Regions from separate parts of the Gossypium arboreum genome. Here regions 1 and 2 are each linked to region 3. Evidence: chromatin contacts called from public Hi-C data. All regions are on one chromosome and are shown on one strand. The core of a region is the stretch at or near the end of the contact, and the rest is flanking DNA. Distances in the headings are between cores, read along the strand shown.

The links. Hi-C and Micro-C count contacts between places; a contact is called where the count stands out from the background.
Region 1: a Hi-C map of leaf shows a contact between it and region 3, with 2.2 times the contacts expected there. The contact joins the promoter of LOC108485538 here to the promoter of LOC108484687 in region 3. A contact is called at or near these places in 2 of 5 Hi-C or Micro-C datasets (both in leaf).
Region 2: a Hi-C map of leaf shows a contact between it and region 3, with 2.6 times the contacts expected there. The contact joins the promoter of LOC108486317 here to the promoter of LOC108484687 in region 3.

Annotation. Positions count from the first base shown.
Region 1 is chr3:9,549,804-9,553,841 of ASM2569848v2, reverse strand. LOC108485538 (bidirectional sugar transporter SWEET15-like) reads right to left here and starts at 2,007. Exons shown (of 6, transcript XM_017789390.2): 1 at 1,840-2,007; 2 at 1,120-1,156; 3 at 802-1,012; 4 at 539-700; 5 at 336-455; 6 at 1-225. The coding sequence starts at 1,891.
Region 2 is chr3:9,228,455-9,232,643 of ASM2569848v2, reverse strand. It overlaps LOC108486317, which reads left to right and starts at 2,410. Exons shown (of 11, transcript XM_017790310.2): 1 at 2,410-3,074; 2 at 3,365-3,437; 3 at 4,147-4,189. The coding sequence starts at 2,955.
Region 3 is chr3:9,387,275-9,391,121 of ASM2569848v2, reverse strand. LOC108484687 (glycerophosphodiester phosphodiesterase GDPD1, chloroplastic-like) reads left to right here and starts at 1,499. Exons shown (of 8, transcript XM_017788569.2): 1 at 1,499-1,785; 2 at 1,873-2,057; 3 at 2,725-2,784; 4 at 2,876-2,956; 5 at 3,034-3,234; 6 at 3,339-3,434; 7 at 3,547-3,743; 8 at 3,816-3,847. The coding sequence starts at 1,683.

The sequences.
Region 1 (4,038 bases), core at 758-3,257, 160 kb before region 3:
CTCCCCTGTCTGTTCATTCTCTGTCGTATCTTCTTTTGGCTTAACATCTGGTTCAATATCTACACCTACAGGATACACTTCTGAGGGGCCTAATGTGCTAAGCACTACAACACCTTTCATTTGTTCTGGTATCTTCTTCTCCTCTATAACCTTTTCGCTGTTTCTGTAAATTGCGTAAAGCAGCATCTGGAGCATCCCCAGGACGAAGCCTATCACATTCGGGAGCTGCAAACCAACCAAGTAAAATAAAATAATCATTTCACTTAACTTCGTTAAATTTTGATACTACATTCGGTGCATCATCAAATATTAACCTATAGAACAAAACTACTTACAGCTACACAGAGGTCCTTCATAAATAGTCCATAGGCAAACCACATTACTGCACTCAATGTTAGGAAAAATGATAAGTTGAAAGGCATGAACTCAACGCTCTTTGTTCGAATTACTCGTGCCTGGGGAAAATATAATACAACATATGATTAGAAAAATATTAATTAAAAACTTGAAGAAATTAATATATATATTTGATACTGACCACAACGTTTAAGGGGGCTGCAAACACAGATACAGAGATAGCAACGCAAATCCAACCCAGAACCTGGACACGAATTGAACCTTTCACCAGGAAGTGTGTGAGAATAATGATGAATGAGAAGAGCGCAACGTTCATAGCTACAAAAAGTTTTATAGCAGACACCTGCAATTTCAAAATCATAATAATCTAGTTAAACCATCGAACTAATAGTGTGATATATTCTCACCCAAAATAAATAAATGATCATATTAATTAAAAAGTACCCTGCTGTTCTTGGTTGCATAAGCTATGTATATAGCTATGTATATAGTCTCTACAACACACCCAAAGGAGTTGATGGTGATGAGAAGGAAGGCACCCTTTTTCATTAACGCGTAATAAAGCCATAGCATCGAGCTGAACAATGCCACCTGGTAAGGCAGTGATTGGAAACTTTCCGTTGATTTCTTTTTGTATATTCTGTAGAATGTTGGTCTGAAATTTTTATGCAGAAAAAAAAGAAAAAAAGTGTTATTTTTATTAATTTCAAACCATTGTTTTAGAGTCCAGTAAAAAGGAAGATGAAAAAGAATGATGCTTACAGTGGAGCCAGATATACAAGGACTGAGATGATGTTACCTGCCACCAATTGCAAACCAATTCATTGGTTATTTATAAAAAAAAAATAAAAGAGTACAATTTGTATAATCATAAAGTTCTCGTTGCTCAACTAGAAAGCCAAAATGAATAAAAATGCATTCATGCAGATACAAAGGTATTGTTTCCAAATAAATGAATAATTTCATATGATTGGGAAGGTGGATCATCATTTAGGTGTCAACACTAAGTACTTGAAAGCGAAAGAACACATCGTGTATCTTTTTTGTTAAAAAAGTATATATAACTCCACATATTATTTAATTAATAAAGATCAATTTTTGTAAACTCGAGGGTACTTGAAAGAAAGGACAAAACCAACTTGTTGAAAACCATAAAGAAGGAACAAAAATAGTACGTGTATTATTACTTGTTTAGCTTTAACCAAATTATGACCAAACAAAAAAGCCTCCTGAAGAAATAAACTAAGTCGAGGATGGAGAAACTAACAAGGAAAACAATGAAGAAGCCCTAGCGTAACGTGTAAATATATATTACTCAAATAGAGGAGGAAAACGGGCTTAAATGAAGCTAGGACAAAAACTAAAGAAAAGAAGATGGAATACGGTGACAACATGAGGAGGAATTAGCAGCTTCAGTTCTATTCATGTCTGATGATGAGTAATGGAAATGAAGGTAAAGAGCATTTTGTTAATAATTATTACCTAAGACACCAAATGCAACTGCCAAGGAATGGTGATCTGCCATTAAGGCCATTTGTATTAAGCAAAAGAAAAGAGAGAGAGAATGAATGGAGTTGGGAGTGTGGAGCTGAAAGGGTTATAAAACCCTAGCTAGCTCTCTTTCTCAGAAACTATGATGTGGGTGAGCTGAGGGGAAGGGAAAGGGAGGGGGGGGGGTTTATATATAGGGAGGAATGGTGGCGTGGTGAATCATTGATGCAAGCACACAGTGTATGCGTATCAAACTCCTCCTACTTGCATGACAAGTGGAAACATTAGTAGGTAGCTTCGCATAAAATCATTGATTTTTTGGCCTTACCAAATTCCCCTCTTACCCCCACGTGCTTCTTTACTCGCGTGTCCTTCATTCCAACCTATTTGGCATTTTATTTCGGTGCCACCTCCTTTACGGTTTAGAATTAGACTGTATATATTTCTAATAATAATAATAATAATAATTTTTTTTTGTGTGTGCTTTTACAGTGGTATAATTAAGTTTTTAACAACTGTCATTATATAGTTAACAGTAAATATATGAACAGGGACTTACCTTGGGATGTCAACAATAATTTCACACAGTACAACAATTATATACCCCAAATAATCAACCTGCAGACACAGTCTCAGGTAAAGACTGTTTTTTCAAAAAAATTATTTAGAAAAAGAAAATCAGATTTTTGGGAAAATTTATCTTGAATTCATGATAAATTTATTAATTTTTTGTCTTTTGTCTGACAGATTTGGCATCTCAATCAAGTTCGTGTGGTCAAAATTCTCTAGTGATCATCGTGTCATTCCAAACAATCCTTTGGTTACGGGTTTTTACAAGGATTAAATATTGTTATATTTTATGAATAAGGAATAGATCTCCCATTCGCAAATGAATTTTTGTGAATATTTTTTATAAGTTGTAATAAATAAATTTACATATAATTTTTGTTAATAATATTAGAAATATATATATATATATAATTACACTAAATTTAAGTTTATATATTATTTTACACATTAAATTAAAATTCATAGATAATTTTACAACTTATTATGCTATTAAAGCCAAACATCTACAGTAAATTATATGTATTTTACTATAGTATAGCAGCTATTAAATTCAAAAGAGACGCGCATGCGTCGTTTATTAAAAAAAAGAAAGAAAAAGAGGACACCTGTATTTAAATTTTGCATTGACGCGCCGAGAACAGGGGTGGCACGATATCAGCAAAAGGGGTTACGTTACGGGGATGAGAGACCAGAAAGGTGTCCGTAGAAAAGCCTAAATTCAAGTGAAGTAATGGAAACTCTACCTTAGAAGCCGTTTCTGGTTATCTTTAAAAAAATGATAAATGGCATAATACGCGTCAGCCCTAATTATTACCATCTCTCTCAAAATGATTTCAGTTTGTTTTTTGTTTGATTGCGTTTGGATTCTGTGCATGGCAAAGGTTTCGTATGGTATACGAGAATCTGACATTCTTTTTTCTGTTTTAAGCTTTCTTCTTTTTTTCGTTTTCCTTTTCTTGTTAAGCGAGAAAGAGGTGAAAACCATGAATTTGGACCAACAAAATCATATAATTTGCCTACAAACCAGTCCTAATATTACTAACGTATCATGACGGATTCATGTATTCACTTAAATAGAAAAAACTTATGGAACATCAATGTTCTGTAAAACAATTATTAGATTCTTACTATAAAAACTTTCTTCCTAAAATGCTTTTGCTCATTGTATTACCGAGATGGAATATCAACAATGATCAATGACTAGCACATGTTAAACCACATTTGTTATGAAGCAACAAATTGAATAATAAATTAAAGTATACAATATTCTTTTAGAGTAACATGTAATTCTTATTAGATATCAACCATCAATCTAGGATTTTTATTTTGTTGAGGTTGGAAATATTTTTGGAGGATTGAAATTAAATTAAATATTTTATGATAATTTAAATACAGTTTTTGTTATTGTAAGTTTAAAATTTTATAAATTTTAAAACATTAAATCATAAATTTATCATTTTGAGGAGTTACAATGTAATTTTACCATGTATTAATTTATAACTTTTTGGATTTAAAGAGACTAAAATATAAAATTTCCATTTTAAGGGGCTCAAGGCCCTTGCTTGACTCCTTTAGTGCTGCCTAGACCTGATCATGGGTTGGGCCACTTGCCTAGGCCCA
Region 2 (4,189 bases), core at 1,161-3,660, 160 kb after region 3:
TTGTTGAAAAGAAACATCAATCTGCTCCCACGAATCTAACTCTATTTCCAAAACCCCAAGAACATCAGGATTTTCTTCCATAATTCTTAATTTTTTATTATTTCCCCTTCAAAGCTTGCTGTCCTATCTCTTCAATGTCCGTTATTCCCACCTTTTGCTTTCCCATGCCACTTGGTCCTTGAAACTTTCCTTTTTTAGTCTAGTGACATATTTCTAACTAGCAGTTTTTGTTTTATGACAAAATTTTGCATCTAGATTAGTGGGCCCCAACTCTGATTGCATCTTATCCCATTCCCCTTGCATATCATCCTTAATTAACTACTGAAACAACTCCCCTCTCAACGTATCTTCCAAAATTTAAGGAGTGAAAGAGGCACCAAATCCCCTAAATTCTAGTAATTAACAACAGTTTCCAAAATTCAAGGATTCTCTGCTGTAGCAGTTCGCTCTATCTCCGATGAGACCTCTGCCATCTTCTGTTTAGAAAACTCTCCAGTTTGCCCCATTTCCTAAGTCACGTCATTCTTCCTCCCCGTATAGTTACACTGCTGCAGCATTTGTTTCGAAGAGGACCCAAAATGTAAAAATTCCTTTCCTACGAGCAATTGAAAATTCATCAACTCCATTCTCTTTATCTTTGGTTAAAATTTTGTCACAATCCTTTACTCCATGCCCCATTTTGCCATAGCTAAAACAAAATATTTGTAGGTTTTCAGATTTGAAAGCCACCCAAACTTTTTTCCCTACTTCCGTTGAAATGAAAATGCCTCTCCTCAAAGGGTTCTGTGCATCAAATTGTGTCTTTAGGCAACATAAATCTCCTTGTATTTCCGATCGTATTACTCCCCCGAAAGTCAACCCAATAGCATGCATAAGGTCTTTTTTATCACATTCTAGTGGGTAAGGACTAATCTTAAGCCAAAAAGGAGACCAAACCAAGCAAATCTGATCTGTATTAACAAGTTTCATTAAGCTATCAAAAATAATAAGTTGACACTGAAAAAACCATGGTCTACCTTCCATTATTCTATTCAAATTCTCTTCACTATCAAATGAAATCAAGAAGAGATTTTGACCTCCTATTTTAATTTCAAAATTCCTCATCATCTTCTAAATGCTTTTTAATTGTGCCTTGAAACTGTCAGGATTAGAAGACTTTTTTGTCCAAATAGAACATATTAACTTTAGATTTTCAATCGGAACCACTGACAAACTCTTCACTGATAGTTGAACAAGTTCTTCCTCAAGAAGGGAAATCTCGTCCTTCATCATACTCCCTTATCAAAGTCACCACTCACCCTCAACCTAGCCACAATTACAAATTATTTCTCTGAATCACCAAAAAGAGCACTCTTGACTTCTTAGGTTTACAATCTTGTTATTATTCTAAGATTAATAAAAAAGTAGAATCATTCTCTATTTTTTTTTTTATAAACAAAAAATCATTCTCTTCCTACTCGCATCTGCATCTTTTCTAAACCTGTATATATCATATGTTTTATGTTCTGTTGGTTACAATTGTTTGGTTTGTTTAATGATAAAGCAGTTGGCATATTTTATGTACTGACCCCTAACCTTCAGCTTGTAGGTAATGACTTAAATTTGATAATGAGAAGCAATAATTGGCGTAGCGTAGGATGTGGTAGAAGAGTGGGTCAGTAATCAGGCTGCATTTCTCAAGTCATACGCGTGATTTTGCATATTTGGTTCGTCCAACTATATTTTAATTGGAAAACAAATCATTTAATAAAAGGTAATTTGATCAGGTGGAAGAAAATATAGCAGAAAACAAAGAAACCGGTGAGTTAGATCGCTTTCCATGATAACTAACTTCACATGCTTAGCTGACAGTTGTTCTTTCAAGAGTGGAGGGAACCATCAACAAAATCAGCCCTAGCCAAGTAGCCATGCCCATGAAGAGTGTCAAATTTGATGGGAGTTTTGAGAGACACAGATTCATCCATCCGAAACAAATCTGAATAAGAAGGTGGCCGAAATAGGAATATTGGAAAGAAAATACAAAATTCCTAGACTCAGTCCCCAAGCAACACGGTTTTTTGACCAAAAACGCCGTTTTGCTGCCTACCTTTTTTTTTTCTCGTTTTCTTTAGCTGGTCGTCGTGTTTTTAAGTTTCTAAATTAATAATCAAACGGGATTTGAATAGACTTTGAAAATTCGACACTGTTTTTCTTTATTGGGAAACAAATACACATTGAAAGCAATCGAGAAAAACAGTTATTGGTCACAAATTAAGAGTGGATCATCAACTATCCTTGTTTGATTCCCAAATCCCAATACCGGTGTTAGTACAATTAACTGACATCAGAATGACAAACTTTGCTTGTTAGTCCAGATTTTGACATCAAAATGATTCAAAACACTTTCCTTGACATTATTAACGAATTCTGTTCTAAATTATACATTTTGACACCTAATTTTAACTTAGTAATAGAAAAGGTATGAGAAGAAGATTAATATATGCAAGGAAAGAAATGGTATACGTAGCAATGGAATGAAAGCAAATCTAAGCTTTTTTGCTCTGTAAAAAAGAAAGAAAGAAAGAATTATTGTGTCTTATTATGTCAATTCTATCGTAATCGCACTCGTTATTATTCATTAAAAAAAAGGGGTATTGACTTTTGGCCTCCTACATGGTTTTATTATGATTCTAAGATGCCCCATTTGATCATCTGAATTAAAAAATAATAATAATTAAAGAATCGTAAAAAAACGGTAGGGTCGTGTTGTAACGAAGAAGTCAAAGAAAGAGCAAATTCCTGGCTACAACATATGTTGGTCACTTGATTTTTAATTGTTCATTCCTCAATGCCAAGTTTAAAACAAGAAATAATATACTCAGACAAACAAAAACAGAGAGGAGGAGGAGGAGGAGGAGGGGAGTTTTGTTTTGGAATTGGAAACTGAATCTATCTATTTTCGAGGCTGAAGAAAAATGAAGACCTCTTTAAGAAGATTGCGAGGATTGGCACATCACAAGCACGGTGGGGAAGCCAAGCAGCGGCCAGATGTTCTAGCTTTGCCTCAACTTGACGAGCTCGCTCAAGCTTCTCAGGTCTCTCTTCCCTTCTTTGCTTCTTACTATTTCCATGGTCACTGCGGTTTCTAGTTCCACTTCCTTTCCTAGATTTCATTCTTCAAATTTTCAGTTAGGGTTTTCTCTCTGATTAGGGAGGACTGAGGAGATCCTTTTATTAATTCAGAGGAATTTCTTTTTCTTTCTTTTTAGGAATGATTAATACAGTATCACTATCTATTCTCTCTCTCTTTTTTCTCTTTCCGCTGAAAATAATTGAAGTATACTGATTATATAAGTGGTTATCTATGGACTTGTATGATTTGCAGGATATGCAGGATATGAGAGATTGCTACGAAGGCTTACTTTATGCAGCTGCTGCAACTACGAATTGTGCTTACGGTATCTCATTGACATTTTTCTAGCGTTTTTCAAATTTTATTTCTTTTTCATTGAAATTACCTTTTTTTTTTCTGATTGAAGTTTGTGCTATGTTTAGAAACATGGATTTGAAAATTTGGGTGTGGATTTCATTTGCTATGTGAATTGTGAGAATGTGACATATTATATATAAATTAGTTAAGATTCGACATGGTTCTTATTTTAAAGCATATAAACATGAATTGCGAATTCTTAAATATTTATAGGTATTTCAAGTTCATTACTAAGGCACCAACAAATCTGAGAATTTAGGAAACAACCATGCGTGCTACACTTACATGCCATTATTACACAATTTACATTATTTTTTAATTCAAGTCCATTTTTTGAAATCCAAATTACCAAAGACAACCTGAAGCATGTTCTGGTTCTTCATCATTCATGTTATGCATTTAGAGGGTTTCTTGCTCTCCTTATATATATATATTTAAATTATTTCAAGCTCTTTTACAATGACATGTTTCGTTCTTTTCATGGTAATGAATACATTTGAGTTCATCTAGCATTATTATCATGTAAAGTTCTGAAATGCTTGTTTCTGCATGATGCAAATGCCATTGTTGAATCAAGTTTTCTTTTCAAGTTCAAGCCTTGGAGTGACATTATTATATACTCTGCAATGCCAATATTTAGATCTCTCATGTGGTCCTGCTATTGTCAGAATTCTCAGACTCATTGCGGGAAATGGGTACTTGTCTTCTTGCAAAAACTGC
Region 3 (3,847 bases), core at 250-2,749:
ACATAAGACTGTTTACTGTAAGAAAAATATATATCATATTAAATATTAGAATGGTGTAAATTTTTATATATTCTTTTTCACGTACGTTTTCAATCCCTTTAGTTCTTTTTAAATTTTCTTTACATATTACTCCTTATGATTTAGATCATTCCCTTAAATTCTGGTTCATCAATACCACATAATATGATATTCTGTGTTTTAGAATTTTCAGTAGCAATCTTCTCTTCTTCACTAGTCCATGTAGCTTCAGACTTTTATATTTTAACTCCCTCGACATTTGTAGTTGGTGTCTTCAAATTTGTCATGATAGAACATTATGTTTTCTCATCTATAAACTTGATGAAAATTCTCATCCTGACTTTTCAATAGGCATAGTTGAATCTATTCAATTTTGTGAGTGAAAATCAAGTGGGATCAAATTTACTATGTCAAATGTCTTAACTCTATTACCAAATTGAAAAAAAAAAAACAATTAATCTTTGTGAGCAGATACAGGAATAACTATTAAACAAGTTGCAACTTAACCAAGTGATTGTGGAAGACCAACAAACAAACACTGGAAATTAATTACAAAGTTGATCTTATGTCATTTTAGCCTTCCTCCTTTTTATTGGTCATTGGAGACTGTTCACTTGAACTATAGCATCCTAGCATTACCGATGTACTAGAGAAACTGCTGGTCGATGAACTTAATCTAGGGCAAGACTTTAGTTTGGATACTTATGTCTAGTCAAGAATCTGATGAACATGCGTTGTTTGCTTTGGGTTTTCTTGAGATTGTTTTTGTTTGTTTTCAGTGTTGTTTTCGTAGTCACGTTCTTCACTAATTGGTTTGGAGCCACAGCATAAAACATTTACCAGCCCTGTATCCATACAAAAAAAGAATCACAATTCTAGCTAGTTTAATCTATTTACGTATGAGCAGATTTGAAAATTTCTGGAAGGTTAATGAAATTCAGGAAGGCACTTTTCATGGACGAAAATTCTGAATCAAAATAATAGATTATTAAAATATTTATTTTATGTATTGTATAGATTGTCCTTCCAATTCCACAGCCTTCTACAATTTTCTTCTTCTTTCCTGGTAAAAAAAAAAAAATGAGATCCCCGCAAAGCCCACACGTAATATATTTAACTATACAATAATTAATTAATATAATTTACTCATCATTAATATAATTAATATAGTTATATATAAAATGCTCTCATAATTTCAATGTTGTAAGCTAACAATAATACGATTTTTCTTTTATTATGATAAAATTAATTATCAATATATTCACTTAATAAAGGAATAATTTCTTTATCTATTAATTTTTTTACTATGTTTATCAACAAGTGAAACTATAATAAGTAATATAACTAACGGATAACCAAAAATAGAAGAAAAGAAAAAAATGGTAAAAATGTAAACGACCGTGATTTTCTCCTGTCCTCCACCTACGGAATATTCCATCTTAAGTTTCAAGTGTGCTCCCTCTAAAATAAATCTATAAAATAAATGGCCAAATATTCCAAAGAGATGAAAAAGGTTTCTGGAGTCGGTTTAAATTCTCCACTTCCCATCTTTGTTTTTCATGTGATCTTGTTAAACAGTTCCTATGCCTGTTTCCACCGTCACCTGACCCCTTTCTTAAATTCAATGAATCTTAGCCAATTCATTAGAAAAGAATAGACAAGATATGGCCATGGCTCTCAAAGCGGTTCATGTTTGTGATGTGCCTAATCTTGATCAAGTCCCTGAGAATGCTGCATTAGCACTCTGCTCAACTCGTTTCCGAGCAGGTAAAGTTGTTGAATTTTCAATCTCCACCCTACCTTTCTTTTCTTTTTAGCTTAAAAGATCTTGTTTTAATGGGGGTATATGAATAGGTGTTAATGATGATAAAATATGCGAATGCAACATTCCCAAGTTTCTAGTAGTGGGTCACAGAGGGAACGGAATGAACATGTTGCAATCGCCTGATCCCAGAATGAAATCCATCAAAGAGAATTCTATTCTTTCTTTCAATGAGGCGGCTAAGTTTCCTATCGATTTCATTGAATTTGACGTTCAGGTGAGCCTACCATCTCTCTCCTCCCTTTCACCAAACATAGCGTATCCCGGTATAAAACCGGCGGCATGCCCCGCAATTAAACTAACTTCCACGTTTCTCTCAAATCCGCCGATGGTTTTTGAGAGAGAGAGAGCAAACATTTGTCTTTCAGTATTATTTACCCTTTCTTAGAACTTCCTTTTCTTCCTTTTCCCTTTTTTTTTTTAATTGTTGTTATTATTATTATCTACCCTACCAAACTAAGAAAAAAAGCGGTGAGGTTCTGTCTCTATTCGCCGCGAAATTGATAACTAGTTTTAATGGGGACTCGTAATGTCGATCTGGATGAGGTTGTTGTCTCATGCCCGGTAGGTCGTCAGGTGGCCCGGCCAACCCCACAATGAAAGAGATCCCACTTGCAACCCTGTTTAGCTGGTCTAAACCTTAATCTTTGATGTCTAATTCATTTTTTGTTTCATTCAGCATTCATTGTCGATTTAGTTATGAATCTGCTTTTTGTTGGGGCACTGATTGGTTTACCTTTGTTTTCTTTGAATTGCCATCTTTGGTGGTGTTTTTCTTTTTCTTTTCTTTTTTTTCTCTTTAAAAAAAAAAAACCTACATGGATGAACAAAGAACCTTTAGACGGATCTTGTAAACAAATACCAAAAAAACCTATTTGTTGTAGGTGACGAAAGATGACTACCCTGTCATTTACCATGACAACTTCATCCTCCATGAAGAAAAGGTTAGCTATTTTCACCTTTCCTCTCATAGTTTTGCATGATTCATACCCTACAATTGGTTAAGTTGCTAAATATTTTGGGTGTCAATTCCAGGGTGCCATTGTTGAGAACAGAGTTACAGAACTTGCTTTGGCTGAATTTCTTTCCTATGGACCTCAGAAACACCCTGGAAGTGTAATAATCTTTGATCTTTCTCTTTTGATCGACCATGTTCTTTTTTTGGTCTTTTGATTGACTAGTTTGCAATTCAGGAGGGAAAACCGCTTTACAGGAAAACAAAAGATGGAAGGTTCTTCGAGTGGAAGGTTGAAAAAGATGCTCCTTTGTGTACACTTGAAGAGGCTTTCCATAATGTCGATCAATCGGTGGGCTTTAATGTTGAATTGAAGTTTGATGATTTTATTGTTTATAAGGAAGAGGAACTCACACGTATACTTAAAGCTATCTTGAAGGTAAATGCTTGTTTTAGCCTTCAAGTGGTGGGGAACTCGAGACATTTTAATATTTACATTATGGTTTTTAACTAATGGATGCGGCTTCTAAAATTCATGACCAGGTGGTGTTTGAGAATGCAAAGGGCAGACAAATCTTGTTTTCTAGCTTTCAACCTGATGCAGCCCGGTTGATTAGAAAATTACAGAGCACATATCCCGTAAATGCAGATTTTCCGGTTCCAATTGATCTTGGTTTGCCAACACTGACATCTAAGCACATACATTGTTGATTGAGGCTTTTTCTTTTTTTTTTTTTAATATTGATATCAGGTATATTTTCTCACCAATGGGGGAAGTGAAATTTACACAGACGTAAGGAGGAATTCCTTGGAGGAGGCTATTAAGCTCAGCCTTGAAAATGGCTTGCAGGGGATCGTATCCGAAGTCAAAGCAGTGTTTAGAAATCCTGGAGCGGTTGGAAGAATCAAAGAATCAAAGCTTTCCCTCATGACCTACGGTCAATTAAAGTAAATTAAAACAGTTGTTAAAGCATTATTTGTTTCGAATTGTATTCGCCTAATCCGTGCATTGTTTTGCAGTAATGTCCCGGAGGTTGTATACATGCAACATC